Linked DNA regions of Mus musculus: regions 1, 3 and 4 are each linked to region 2. The links are chromatin contacts, called in public Micro-C and promoter capture Hi-C maps. All regions are on one chromosome and are shown on one strand. The core of a region is the stretch at or near the end of the contact, and the rest is flanking DNA. Distances in the headings are between cores, read along the strand shown.

What was found. Promoter capture Hi-C pulls out the DNA fragments that hold promoters and counts their contacts. Hi-C and Micro-C count contacts between places; a contact is called where the count stands out from the background.
Region 1: a contact with region 2 is called in a promoter capture Hi-C map of embryonic stem cells, with 6 times the contacts expected there. The contact joins the promoter of Capn2 here to the promoter of Enah in region 2. A contact is called at or near these places in 5 of 39 promoter capture datasets (the 3T3-L1 cell line, 3T3-L1-derived adipocytes, embryonic stem cells and 1 more), 1 of 484 Hi-C or Micro-C datasets (the HL-1 cell line) and 3 of 115 datasets of contacts at active chromatin or transcription factors (embryonic forebrain, fetal liver and pancreatic cancer cells).
Region 3: a Micro-C map of embryonic stem cells shows a contact between it and region 2, with 3 times the contacts expected there. The contact joins the promoter of Trp53bp2 here to the promoter of Enah in region 2. A contact is called at or near these places in 5 of 39 promoter capture datasets (the 3T3-L1 cell line, embryonic stem cells, frontonasal cranial neural crest and 2 more), 2 of 484 Hi-C or Micro-C datasets (both in embryonic stem cells) and 1 of 115 datasets of contacts at active chromatin or transcription factors (astrocytes).
Region 4: a contact with region 2 is called in a Micro-C map of embryonic stem cells, with 2.6 times the contacts expected there. The contact joins the promoter of Degs1 here to the promoter of Enah in region 2. A contact is called at or near these places in 3 of 484 Hi-C or Micro-C datasets (cardiomyocytes and embryonic stem cells), 2 of 115 datasets of contacts at active chromatin or transcription factors (both in embryonic stem cells) and 1 of 9 other capture datasets (pancreatic islet).

The regions. Positions count from the first base shown.
Region 1 is chr1:182,516,181-182,519,692 of GRCm38.p6, reverse strand. Capn2 (calpain 2) reads left to right here and starts at 2,083. Exons shown (of 21, transcript NM_009794.4): 1 at 2,083-2,575. The coding sequence starts at 2,339.
Region 2 is chr1:182,018,156-182,021,775 of GRCm38.p6, reverse strand. Enah (ENAH actin regulator) reads left to right here and starts at 1,796. Exons shown (of 15, transcript NM_010135.3): 1 at 1,796-2,246. The coding sequence starts at 2,242.
Region 3 is chr1:182,407,326-182,410,738 of GRCm38.p6, reverse strand. It overlaps Trp53bp2 (transformation related protein 53 binding protein 2), which reads right to left and starts at 1,572. Exons shown (of 18, transcript NM_173378.2): 1 at 1,289-1,572. The coding sequence starts at 1,315.
Region 4 is chr1:182,280,618-182,284,147 of GRCm38.p6, reverse strand. Degs1 (delta(4)-desaturase, sphingolipid 1) reads left to right here and starts at 1,347. Exons shown (of 3, transcript NM_007853.5): 1 at 1,347-1,526. The coding sequence starts at 1,445.

The DNA.
Region 1 (3,512 bases), core at 834-3,333, 500 kb before region 2:
ACTCTGCAAGCACCTCAGGTTCAAACAGAAAAATAAGGGAGAGGAGGCTCCGTTTTTTTTTTCTGTGGCAGAGGAGGGACAAGCAGAGTCAGGGAGAATCTGGAAGAGAAACACTGGGAAATGACGAGCCAAGTAGAGGAATGTTCTGGCTATCGTTGGCCCCTTCCCAGAAGCTGGTGACAGTGGGCTGGAAGCCCTCTGTTTCATTTGTGTGTGGGCCATCCTGGGGGAAGCAGATCTGGGGAACCATTAAGGAAAGAAAGAATCCCAAGTGAAGTTTGAGCAAGTGAAGCAGTGAGTCAGCCTTGGGCAACAGTAGACACCCGGTTAAAGACAAGAATACAGAAACGAGGCTAAATAGGAATGAATCTTTCTTAAAGCTAAAATTATGGCTTCATATTGATACAAATGAACACATTTTAAAAGATTTTATTTGACAAATACAGATGGAGTAACCAGACACCTCATGTTTTGTTTGTTTGTACTTTTGTTTTTTTAGACAGGGTCTTGTTGTATAGCCCTAGCTAGCCTGGAACACTCCGTGCAGACCAGGCTGGCCTGGAATTCATGGAGATCTGCCCCCATCCCTGCCTCCCCTTAGCATGTATGTATCCAGCTTACTGCTGGGTAGAACCTTCTGGGCGCGGCCCGTCAGGCACTTCATGTTAAGTGTTGGGATTTAAAGACATGGGCTACCATGCTCGACAGCCAGCATTTGTTTGCAGCATGGTGGTTTCTAAGCTTCATGGCTCTTTTCCGGAAGCTGTTCATTTTTTCCCACCATCTGATTTCCTTTGGCCCCACCCTGATTTTTTCTGGGCTCAGGATTCAAAAGGGAAGTGGGGGAAGATCCCAGACACCTGCCATGCCCAGGAGAGAATAGTGAGGTAGCAGTATCAACAGACAAGCCCTGGCTTTGCCACAGGGAGACAGACACTTTGATTCTTCCAGGAACAGTCATTTGCATATCACTGATATTTCAAGTTGCTACAATTTCCTGCAACTGACAGAGTTACAAACTATCTCAGAAACCATCAATGCTGAACCAAGATGAGGTTCAAACCAGGGTTTCTCAGCCTGGCACAGAGATCTTTCAGACTGCACTTTTCTTCCTGTTCTCTCTGTAGAGGGATGCCCTCCGCCCGACCATCCTTTAGTAGCACCTGGCTTCCACCCAGTAGAGGCCAGGAGCCTCCTTTGTCCCAGTTGTGACAATATGAGGAAAGTCTGCAGTTAGGGTCAAAAACCTTTAGGGTCACATTGGTGCGTGCGGGTTGCTTCCAGTTGAGAACCCGTGCTTTAAACCATTCATAGCACAAGCCCGCCCAGTTCTGTGTGTGTGAGTGGCAGCGAAAACTTTCATTGGACAGAGCGGTGGTACAGGCCACCAACAGGGGCTCTGTTCTAAATGGTGTCCCAGCAGCAACTCAATAAATCATCCCAGGTAAATCTGAGTTTTAGATAAGCATCACATTATTATTCTAACACAGGTTTGCCTCGGGTGATATTTGAGGGCTACGTATGCTAAAACCACACAATCCCCCAGCCCCTTTTCTTGAAATTTAGATTTAACAAGCATGGATTGTTTTGTTTTGTTTTTTTGTTTTTTTGTTTTTTGTTTTTGTCAAATTGTACAGCCCTACTTATGCACAAATAAGTAACTGCAGAGGCCCTGGGACCCTAAAATTCCTGTCTTGCTTTAATTTGTAGGGGTTACATCTTTGAACTTCTTTGGAGCTCAGTTTCTCATCTGTAAGATGGACACACCAGTAGCCATTTCTCACAAATTTGGGGGTGGTAGGTAACATGTGTGCCCAGAGCCTGCAGAGCTCTCTTTCGATCCTGAGCCCAATGAGTGGCAACTGGCTTAGTCGCCGCGCTCCCTCCCTCATCCGCTCCTGACTCATCCGATGTTTTCTGGACAGTCATTGCTGAGTTTCGCCCAGCCTTACTCCCCAATGGCTGGGGTTTGACAACTTCGCTCCCCAACTTGCGATTGTCGTCCCCCCAACACCCCCCGCTCGCCCTCCCCACCGGGCCGCGCCATCCCGAGAGCCGTCCGAAGGTGGCAGCATCGGCCCCGTAGTCCTCACGGTCGGGCTGGCACTGTGCAGGTCGCCGGCGAGCCGCGTCCGGAGCCCGGCGCCGAGCAGGCCTGGGGAGGCGGAGGCCACACCCCGCGCACGGCCCAGGCGCTTCCCGCCGGTGAATCATCCCCGCAGCAGCGGCTCCCGCAGTCCGCTGCAGCGCCCCGGGCCCGGCCGCGCCCCAGCCGAGTGCCGTGCCCCGCCTCTCCGCGACCCCTTTCTCCGTGCAGTGCGCCAACCGGATCGCTACCATGGCGGGCATCGCGATAAAGCTGGCCAAGGACCGCGAAGCGGCCGAGGGGCTGGGGTCGCATGAGAGAGCCATCAAGTACCTCAACCAGGACTACGAGACGCTGCGGAACGAGTGCCTGGAGGCCGGGGCGCTCTTCCAGGATCCTTCCTTCCCCGCCCTGCCGTCATCCTTGGGCTATAAGGAGTTGGGGCCCTACTCCAGCAAAACTCGGGGCATCGAATGGAAGCGGCCCACGGTAGGAAGCGCGAGGGGAACAGGCAGGGCCGGCAGGGCCTGGAAGGGCACTCGGGGTTCCGGGAGGCTGCAAGTCCCTGGCTCCCCGGCTCGGTAGTCCCTGCTTAGTAGTGCTCCGCGATTGCTGCTAAGGGGACTCCCTATGCAGACTGAGGCCCAGCCAGTGGACCTGCCCCAAGCTGCGCGCAGAGCGCTTCGCAGGACAGGACCCCAAATCCCATTAGTGGACACGCCCTGGAGGCTGCCTTCGGCTTCACAAAGCCGCAGGGACACAGGGCCGCTGGGGTGAAACTTTTACTGGACTCTAGTGGTGATCTGAGTGAGGGTGGAGACACTGCTCGGCAGTAGGGGTGGGGGTGGGGATATCAGAGTAGGATAGAAGACTCGGGACTGCTGGGTGGGTGGGGGCAAGGGGTGGGCACAGCCTGGCTCTGGCTGACAAAGGTGGTCACAAGTACATGTGGCACTTGTAAATGCAAGTACATGTATTTATCCAGCGTGGGTTTTGTCTGGCTCTCAAAGTGCAGTTAGAGGACTCTTTAACTTAAAGAACTGAAGGGTAGCTTAAAGAATCGATGGGCTCCAATGATTCTGTTACTCATTATTTTGCTGACCTAGAGTCCTCACCCGGAAACCTCTGCTCAACTCCTAGATACTCCTGTCCTAACCCTCAGAGTCTCTGCCCTTAAGCCCTTCCCGTTCCCTTGTGGTTTCAATCGCCAGTGGATGCCCATGGGACCCTCACTTGACTTTTCCCAGGAACTGAGAGGAAGTCTAAACTTCTAGATTCCTGTTAGGACAATGGACATTCATACCCTGCTTCTATCCTCTTGGTTCCCCCAGGCTGCTTTTGTTACTGAGTCTAGTCTGAAAGTACCAGAGACTAGCGGGGGTATAGCTCAGTTGGTAGTCTTTACTTAGCATGCATGAAGCCCTGG
Region 2 (3,620 bases), core at 547-3,046:
TCTGAAACCTAAGCTCTGTTGTACTTACTATATTGGTATGAATGAACTAAGGAGAGCTGGGGTGACTTCTGGCTGAATGTGTCTTAATTCTTTCCCCAAGAAGATTCAATAGGCATTAGTGCTTTTTTTCCTCTTTCTAGACATTAGTTAACTTGTTGAATACTTGAGGTGCAAGCATTTTATACAGATGCCCTTTATACAAAGGCAGTGCACCTCAGAGCTGAGATGTTTTTCTAATCACGGCTATTGTACTAATAACACACGAGGTTGTTTGAGATGTATATTTCTGTCTCTTCTCGTAATATGGGCAACAAGGACATTTGGCTGACAGGGCTGTTTTCTCTTCAGTCCTTGGAGATCCTTGAATAAAATGCTCTGTGATGGCAAGCTGTAATTAGCTATGTGGGTGGAAATTAGTGTTCTTCAAGTACACCATGTTTAGAGCAGAGGCACCGTGCTTTTTACTACCCGAGGCCACCCTGGTCCTGTGCCACAGCTCTAGGTCACTGCTTCTTGCAGGGCTTCCTTCCAAAAAGCAAACCGCCTTTGTTGAGCTCTGAAACCAGGAGGCTTTTCATAGTTAAAACAGGTTAAACTGTTCTCCAGACAATTCAGGCATTGACCAAGGATGGATAGGATACGTTAGCTTGTCATTTGAAAGTGCCCAGAATGCCAGCTTTCATAAGTATCTTTAGAACCGCAGCTCATTTTATATGGAACATCAAACTTTTGAATGGATTCCTGCAGTATTGCTAGGTCCTCCATTTTGGATGTAATAGAAATCGGGTAGCTGCAAAAACCCTTTCTAACCTAGTCTAGGCATCTGTATACTGCGCACGAAAGCGGGCTCTCAGTTTTTAAAAAATTTTATTAGATCATTGGATTTGCTGTTTTTCATTCTACACCCCCCGCCCCAAATTCGGGCTTCTCAGAGGCCTCCTGCACCATCTGACTAAACCATTCGCTGCGTTAGTATTTTCTATCTACCTTCTCAAGGAGGTGAGCTCCAGACTAGGTGAAAGACAGAGCATTTAAAATTATCCTCAGTTTCCATCCCTCCCCGCCCCCGGCCGGGATTCCCTTTCAGCTGGTGACGACAGAAAGGGTTCCACGGGCTGCGTCTCTCGCGGCTGCACAGGGTTCCGCGTGCCTCGGGCCACCGCGTTTCCCGACACCGATGCGTTAGCTGTGTGTGTGTGTGTGTGCGCGTTTATGCGCGCGTGTGTTTGTGCAGTCATCCCAGTACTGTGCGCGCGTCGGCCGGATCCCCAGGTCCAGCACGCTCGGGGGTCCTCGGGAATCCGGGGGACGACGATGGCCACGTTTTGCGTGTTCGGAACTCTCCTACATCCCGCCTACATCCCACGGGTGGGGGTGGGTGGGAGGGAATCACATCGCGGCGGGGACGCGCAGAGGGGGATGCCGGCCCGCGCGCCCTGGTCCTCTCCGCGATCGCGCCCGGCTCGTCACGCCCCCCCCAACCCCCCCACCGCGGTTCGCTCCTCACCTCAGCCTCCGGGCTGCGGGAAGGCCGCGGCAGGAGAGCGCGGTCAAGGGCAGAGCGGGCGCCGAGCCCCCCTCCGACCGCGGGGGGCGCGGAGCCGGGTGGGCGGCAACAAAGGGCCGTGGCCGCACCGCCGCCTCGCCTCGGCCGCCGCCCCGCAGCCCCCTCGTGCGCAACGCCCCTCGCCCCGGGAGGGAGGGGGAGGGGAGCGGGCGAAGCGGGAGCGGCGGGGGCGGCGGGAGGAGGGCGGCGCCTGCGTGCTCCTCCGCCGCCCCGCCCCCGGCGCCCCGCGGCGAGCCCGGCTCTCCTCCCGCGGCTGCAGCAGCTGCCGGTTCCTCACGGCCTCGGCGGCGGCGGTGACGGCGGCGCGCTCGGAGCGGCCTCTGGAGCGGCGGGCGGGCGGACGGACGGACGGACGGACGGGCGCGCGGCCCCGGCGGCTCCCGTCTGAAGCGGCGGACGAGGCTCGGCGGGGAGGAGGCGGCGACGCAGGCGGAGGAGGCGGCGGCCGCCGGGGACCCGCTCGGCGCCTCGGCCCCGTGCCCCGTCCCCAGCCCGTGGTCGCTCGCGCTCGGCGGGCCGGCGCCTCGCCTCTGCGCGCGGAGATGGTGTAGCCCGGCCGCCGGAGCCGGAGCCGCCTCTGCTCGCGCGTCCCCGCGGCGTCCGCCTCCCCGCCTGAGAAGAGACCCTCCGCTCGGCGGCTCCCGCGCCGGGGAAGCCTCGGCGCCGCCGGCACCATGAGGTGAGGGGCGCGCGGGCCGCCAGCCATTGTGCCGCGGCGCCGCGACCGCTCTGCGCGGACCCGCCTGCCCCGGCCCGCGGCGCCGGCTCGGCTCTCCCGGCTCTTTCTCGCTCCCTTTTGTCCCTTCGGGTTTCTCCGGTCCAGCTGCCCTGCCCAGCCGCTCTGATTTGGGGGAGGGGGCTCCTCCCGGTGTCCCCCTCCGATGCTCTTCTTTTACCCAGGATTTCCCTTCCTCAATTCAATATGCCAGCTCCCTCCCTCCCTCCCCCAGCCTGGGTTAACGAAACCCAGGAGATGGGGAGGGGCTCGGTAGTCGTAGCGTGCTCGTTGCCGAGAAACAGGTATTTTCCGTACATCTGTAAAAATTCTCTGCACTTTTAGTACAAAGCTCTAGTGTTTAATTAAAAGGGGGGTGGGGAGGAAAGTTTGGAAGGTTTGAAATCTCTGCGGGGAATAAAGTGCCTCTGGTAGGGGTAAAGCGGAGGAGCGGGGAAAGGTGAACATTTCTCGATGGTGGGGGAAGGGAGAGCATTTACTAGGTTTCCTCTGGCGGGGGACAGTGTGAGGCTGGGATAAGTTGGTTGAGGTTTGTAAGCCCGGGCGGGGGAGGGTTTTGTTTGGAAAGCCCTTCTCTCCGGTTCGTAGCAGCCTGTGTTGCATTGCAGCAGAAGCGGCCGCGTTTCCCTTCCTCTGTAATCAATACAATTATTTATTTATTTTTCAGCCCCAAAGGAAAGTCTTGGATGTACCGTGGTGAAATGCTTTTTGATTGATACGGTGAAACATATGGTGTGATGTTTTTTAATTTTTGTCTCTCCAGTTGTGTAGGAGAATAAACCATGATGTGGTGTGTCACTCATTGGCGACCACCCACCCCAAGCCTTTCCTAAGGTTGTTTTGTGTCCATAACCTCCCGCTTTTGGATTGGTGCAAGACTTAGTGAGAAATAGGACCTCGTAGACTGAAGGCTGATGCATTTTGCGTACTCATCCTTAAAGGCCTCCCTTTTAGGTTAAACAATTGTGGATGAAGTAAATTCCTCCGTTTCTTCCTCCCTCCCGAGATAGTCTTTCAGTTCATTTGGATTTGAATCTCCTTTGTGTTAAAGATTAATGGCCGACGGTTGCCAAGACCTTTATAATGTAATGAAATGAGATTTGAATAATATCTTCAAATTCCTTCTCTTTGGCCTGAAAATCTTGTCATTGGAATTTCCCCCCTTATTTCTGTTTGAAACTTTAGCTTTTATATCCCCCTCCTCAAAAAAAAAAAAAAAAATCAGGGTTGAACACAGACCCGTTACAATTTTAAGTATATTTTTGTGCTGTGTTTACTTAAGCTTACTATGAATTTTTCTGATTCTGGGTGACAGAT
Region 3 (3,413 bases), core at 323-2,822, 390 kb before region 2:
TAAAACCACCTATTCTTTTCCTTTCTCTGTTCAGGGGAAGCTGATGGCAAGCTGCAAAGGTTTTTTCACAACAGTGAGATAAAAACACAGGAATAAAAAAGTTAACAAAACAGTCTATCATAACCAAGGTATGCGTTTTAAGATATTCACATCACAGCCCTAACTTAATAAATGAGACTAAACCATTAGTTACAAAATGCTAGTAATTCCAAATTTCTTGACTCTTAGCAATTGTAACCATCCCAAGCCACCTAATAACCTAATAACCAAAATATTATATATGTGTCCAACCTAGAAAAATTTAGGAACACCCTCCACAACGCAAAGGGGCAAAGAGACAGTATAGTATATTCTGCACGTGTAATTACAAAAAAACCAAAACAAAATAGAACATTGAAACACAAATTTTAACACTCTTTCTTGGATTTTATAAAAGCAAAAAAATTAAGTTGTTTTAAGTTTTTATCGTTTTGTTTTCTTAAACAAGTGATGCGATAAGAACGTGAGTTGATGAGGGGTTTAGGGATGGATATGGCTAAAATACGTGACCTTTCAAAGAATATATAAAAATTATTTTTTAAAAAAGGACTTAGGTTGACTGCGATTAATCCTGCTTGAGAGGAGAACAAATACAACACCCACGAGGAAATAAATACACGGCTGCAGGAGCCACCATAACCAGTCAGATCTTGTGCTTGCTAAGGGGGCTTTTCAGAAACACCTCCATTCAACCTGCAAGTCACCTGTGACGCTGGCCAAGTCAGATGCCAAAAGAATTCACTCATCTTTCTTAGAGGTCTTGCAGAAAAAAAGCTGGGGGAGCGGGGCACTGAAGTTTTCCTCTGAACTAAAACTTTCAAGGCTGCATTTACTAAAACCTGTTTCCACAAAGAGATAGATAGGGTGACATGGCTGCTATCACCAACATCAGATCGAAATTCAAGTTAAAAAAAAAAAAAACTGGCAGAAAGAAAAAGAAAGGCAAGCCTTTTCAAGCGCTATGCTTCACTTCAGTAAAAAGCCTCAAAACAATTCAAAGAAATAGGCTAAGAACAAGGTTCCCCGGCTCTTGACCTTCAAAACAAGCTTCCCCAAAGGTCTCATCCGAGAAGCAAAGTTTGGAGCAGCGGCCCGGGCTGCCGCACTGCCTGCGGGGCAGCATCGCGACCGTCGCGGGGACCCAGAGGGACGGAGCCTCAGAGCCTCGAAGCCCGAAGCTCCACCGGCTCCGCTGACCCGGCCCCCCCGCCCTGTACACTTCCGGGCCCCAGCACGCCCACCCGCTTACCGGCATCATTTTGGACCCGAACCGCATGGAAGCGGGGGTCTGGCGGCGGCCTGGCCGAGCAGAAGTGACCCGAGGGTCGCGGGCCCGGGGAAGCCAAGCGAGAACGAGGCCGCGCGCCCGGCGGCCGACCTGTTGCGAGGCAGCGGCGCTGGAGTCCCCTCAGCGGACCGGGACGCCACCGAGTCCGGGGCCCAATCCCCTCGCCCGTCTCCGGGACGCGGCTTTGTCTCGGCGCTCGCGACTCCCACCTCCTCCTCCTCCTTCTCGCCGAAACCAACTAATCCCGGCCGGGCCCCCACCGAGGCGCGCTGGCCCCGCCCCCCACGAAGCCCCGCCCGCGGCGCGCCCCAAGGCTTGAGGTAAGGGGGAGCGGAGCGCCAACCGGGCGGCGAAGGCGCATGCGCAGATGCTGGGGGCGGTGCCAGAGGGGGCGGGAACCTTTGCTCCGAGGGAGGAAGATGCAGGCGGCGGAGCTGCTCCTGAACGCGCCTCCAGGCGGAGCCAAGGCACGGGAGGGCGGCGCCGCAGGAGAACAATAATCGTAAAACGCGGGGATGGAGCCCAGGGCTGTGTCCCTCACCTCCTTGGCGGTTCCGAGTTGCTCAAGAGAGTTGAGCCCTTTGCCTTAGGAACCATGAACCAGCCACAAGGCGCCGGACGCCGAGGGGCCTGGGCGGCGCCGCCTCACACACCTGACTCAGGGCGCCCTGAGGGATCCGAGCGCCCCACAAGATGGAGACCTGCGAGTCCGCCGGGCCGGAGCACGTTCCTGACAGAAGGCGCTCTCGGATTTGTCCTCATCCCTCAGGCGATGTCCAAGACCCCCCTCTGAATGGCCTGTTACTTCTATAATGTAAGAAGGGAAAAGCCCTTCAGTGTTGAGAAGTGGGGGGGTTCCCTGTGTTTTGAACAGCACGCTCAAAGGATTTGAAAATGGGTAAAAACAGCTTTCTGGGGCGCTCTTCAGCTCATCACGACCTGTAAACACTTTTAACACAAGGACCATTTTTTGGAGCCGTCGAAGCTCACGCTGGGAAATTGGCAGTAGTTCGCTTTGATAGGGAGGCAGATAGTCGAGTCCATTATCCAGAGAGACATAGGCTTCAGGAACACTAACTCCACGAAGCTCATTTCACGTCAAGTAACCCGTGCAAGCTCATTTGGAATCAGAGGACAGAAGAGTCCCCAAAACGAAATGAAATGAAGCACCAGAATGTATACAGCTTCAAGAATGGAGCCAGCTGAATGTGGTAGCGTGCACTAGTAATCTCAGCGCTTGGGAGGCTGAGCCAGGAGAATTGCAGTGAGTTCCAGGCCAGCCTGAGCTGAAAGAGTAAGACCTTACCTCAAATGACACTTTTATAAAAATTAAATATAAATTGACCTGTGTGTGGCACAGATCTATATCCCCAGGTACTCAGAATGCTGAGGCAGGAAAATCCCAAATTTAAGGGTTCCCAGGGCAGCTTTAGCAGAATAGGTCTCAAAATGTAAACGGGGGGGGGGGGGTCCCTGGAGTCAGACATAGTTTAGTGATAGAGTGTTTAACATGAATAAACTCCTGGTTTTAATACAAAGCACAACAGAAAGAATGAGCACTTATTGTTTGTCGTCCCAGCACTAGAAGGCTGAGGCAGGACGTATCAAGAGTCTGAGGCCAGCCTGGGCTACATGCTCTGTCTCCAAATAAATAAACAACAAATAAAAGAATAATTATTTTTTTATTTTAACATATCCCTTACCCAAAAAAAAGAATCATCCAACTCCCAGTTAACATCATCCCAGCTACTCTATCATCCCAGCTACTCTATCTAAACATGAAATTAAAACTGATACAACTAGAATTACCCTGGGTTAAGTAAAGGAAGTCCACACCTTGACTTACTCAGTAAAATGTATCAAAATACTGTAGGTCTTCTAAGTACTGTGGATCCATCAATGAACAAAACAAAGCTGAATGGACAATAAAACCAGTCTACATACAGTCACCCAGAAGAAAAAAAGAAAAGAACAAGAAAAAAAAAAAAAAAAAAAAACTCTTTTTGTGTTGTTGTTTGGTTTTTGGTTGGTTGGTTGATTGGTTTAGTTTTTCTAGGTAATGTCACTCAGTGTAGCCTTAGCTGTC
Region 4 (3,530 bases), core at 98-2,597, 260 kb before region 2:
GCAGAGTTCAGTTTCCAGCACCCATGGAAGGTGGGGTGTCTTTCAACGGCATGTAACTCAGCTCCAAGGGATCTGACACCCTTTTCTGGCCTCTGAAAGCAACTGCACCCAGATAGATAGATCTTTAAATAACATCACATCATTTTAACCCTTCAGAATAAATAAGACTGATACATCACAGCTGGCTAGTTTATCCTTTAAGTCCCTGTTAATTTGTTGGTTTTTTTTTTCTCCTTTATTAGAGAACACAAAATTCCCATATCGTTTCCTACAGTGAGATCTTGCTGATGGTATCCCATAGTTTAGCAGATTCCTCTGTAGTTTGTAGTTTTCTATACATGAGCAGTTGTACTTCCAAGACTTGTCAGACTTGGATGTCTGTCTCTCTGTGTCCCCACCTCTCCCGTTGTGGTATGCATGTGCAGTGGTGTGTGTCTGTGTCTGATTTATACTCATGACCACTTGGCTTCTTTAGGAAAGTCATCTGGTCTGCTAATCCCTAATCCTGTAATCTTAATCTTAATTAGCAGTTCCTTTCACTTCCAGGCTCCACGGAGAAGCCAGGGCTCTTAGTCCATCCACCTGCTCGGCCCGTGCTCCAACTCTGTGCCACACCTCTAATCCCTAAACCTCGTAAGTGAAGAAATGATAGGCATTTTGAAATCAAATCTCCCCTGCCTCCCACAGGAAGTTGCGGGTGATCACTTCTGTGACACGGGAAGATGCATGATTGAGCAACCATTAGTGTAGGGAAACATCAGAACCACCAACTCCACCCCATCTCTCCCTTCCCTTTTCTTTACTGCATTGTTCAGACAAGTCTGAAATTCCACTGGGAGGCAAGGGCAGGCCCACCGGCTGGAGGATAACCTAGGCTAGGTAGTGAGAACCTACTTCAAGAAACAAAAGCAAACATATGGGGCGGGAGGGGTGAGGAGGGGCGAAGACGGGAGAGAGGGGAGAGAAAAGCAAAGAGAAAAAAAAAACTTTTTTAAAAATTAGATTTTAGTTGCCACACACTCCAAATCTCTGGAGGTTTTAGTTCCAGAAGGCAACCAAACAGGGCTCGACAGATAATTTGCTATTAAAAGTTAAGCGAAATATGGGCTCGTTGCCACTTAATCAAAGCCAGTGATCTTCCGAACTCAAGGAGAGGTAGCCACCCCATGTACTCCACCCACTGAGGCGCTAAAGCGAGAGCCTTATCCAGCCGCAAATCTTTCCTTCTCTTTTCACCTTTTCCCAGGCTTCGTGAGCCTACAAGGTTCTTGGCTGCCGACCCAGGTCCCGCCCATCGCCTCCCACGAGGGGCGTGGTCATTGCGGGGCGTGGCCTGAGGCCCCGCCTCTGCCCGCGTCCCCGCGGCTTATCGACTAGAGCCGGGCCTCGAGCTGCCGCCGTCCGGACACGAGCCGGAGGCAGAGCGGGTCCACAGGCCGCAGCCATGGGTAGCCGCGTGTCCCGAGAGGAGTTCGAATGGGTCTACACGGACCAGCCCCACGCCGCCCGGCGCAAGGAGATCTTAGGTGAAGACTGGACCCCGTTATGTGCGCGTGGCCGCGTGCGGGCCCTGAGCGGCCTCCCGTGCGCGCCGTGCGAGCGCGGCCTCCGCGGCCCCTTCCAGCCGCTCCGCTGCTTGGCCGCCGGCGCGGGCTCCGGGCGGGCGGGAGAACCGAGGGATGAGGGATCAGCGCGCCGCCGCTCGCTGCTAGCCCTTCGATGGTCATGTGTTGGAGGCCTCCGCCGGCCTGTGAGCTGAGGGTCCCCAGGTAGGGCGATCCGGACTCGCCCCTCCTGCTCCGACAGTCGAGGGTGACCCCCGCTCCTGGTGGAGCGGTAGGCTCGAGCCCGGACGCCTGCTTGGCTCAGGGCGTGGTCCAGGGGCATCCCCGGCCCCGGGAGCCTCAATCACGTGGTCCAGTCAGCTGCAGGCCTAGCGGGGGACCAGGTTCGGGTGACCCTAGGCTTCCCAGACCGGATGGCTCCTGTGAGTTTTTATTCCAGTGATCTGCGGGACCGGCTGCATAGGAAAGGCGCGCAGCTTAGCCTCCCGGACCTTAGGACAGGCTAGGCCTGATTTAGGAGAGTATGGGGGGCGGAGGGGGGGTTTCCACGTGAGATAGAGAGGTCTCTTATCCCACGTAGGCTGCTCTTAAGAATAAGGACAAATTGTTGGGTATGAGCTTTGCATATATGAACCAGTTCAATTTTTCCTTTCCAGTACTTTGCCTGAGCCGGCATTTTAAAAGATGAAGTAATGTTTAAGAAGATTCCAACATCTTCATAATTAGACTGCAGCCAAAGAGTCTGCCTTTTTTCTTTTCTTGGTGCTAGATATAGAAAGTTGTTTTAGTTTGTTTGTTTTGATTTAATTGAGAGAATCAATGAAAGGCCTTTTAATATGAGGAACTGCCTCATATCCACCATTTTCACACTCTTTCTTAAAAATATTTGCCTAATGGGGGAGGGGGCGGCGAGGCCCTGGTTTCTGCAGTAGTTGCTAAACTTAGACATTACTTGTTTCGCAAATCAGAGTGACTAGCTGCCGTTCAAATGGACTTTATTTTTCTAGTGGAATTCACGTTCAGGGGATCCCTGGTGCTAGTAAGTTCTCTACCATTGAGCTGCACCCCTGACTTCTGACCTGGAACTTAAATTGAGTGAGCCTCAGTCATTATCACCAGCTGTGCTGTCAGGTGCTTTGGGCTCTGGGGTTTCCGTATAGTCATTGCCTCTGCCTCATTACGGTGATAAATGTCTGCTGCTCCAGGGAGGGAGGGAGGCCTTTGGCTGCTGGCTTATCGGTGCTCACCGGTGCTTTTGGGTGTGTGGGGAGGGGGGAAGGGGGAGGTGTCTGGTGAAATCATGCCAGAGGGGTTTGAAGGAAAAAAGCTGATCCCCCTCATGTCAGCCTGGAAGCTGGGGGGCAAATGGAAACGTCCTTTGGGGCCTGCTTTCAGTGCACACCTCCTCCTATGCCTTTTATTCTGAGTCCTTTGAGGGGTTAATATGTTGATAAGGTCAGAACATTCAGGATCCTCACTGTGACCAGATCTGCCAGCTGGGGTCCAACCCTTTAATATGTGCGGTGATACCACATTTTGCTTAACATTCCTTTGATAGACATTTGAGCTGATACCCCCTCTCAGCTGTTTTTAATAGTGTTCCTTTGAATGTTCATGTACAGGGCATGGATTCGTTTTCGTTTGGGGGTTGCTGGCCGTTCTTTCTTTAGCATTTTGGTTGAATGTCAGACAGTCTAAACCATTTTACATACTCATCAGGCAGTGTATGAAGATTCTGGTTTCTCCACAACCTAGTTGTTACCTGCCTTTGGGTACGTGGGCGTGTGGGTGTGCCCCCACAAGTGCATGTGCGTGCACACACGCCACAGTGTGCACTGTGGCTGTCAGGAGTGTGCTGTCTTTCCATCTCGTCCTCTCTTGTTTCTGCCTCTGCTGGGCATGCCAGGCTCGCTGGCTTGAAAGCTCACGTGGCTAAGCTCTTGCTCGTCTCAGCACTTAACCTCT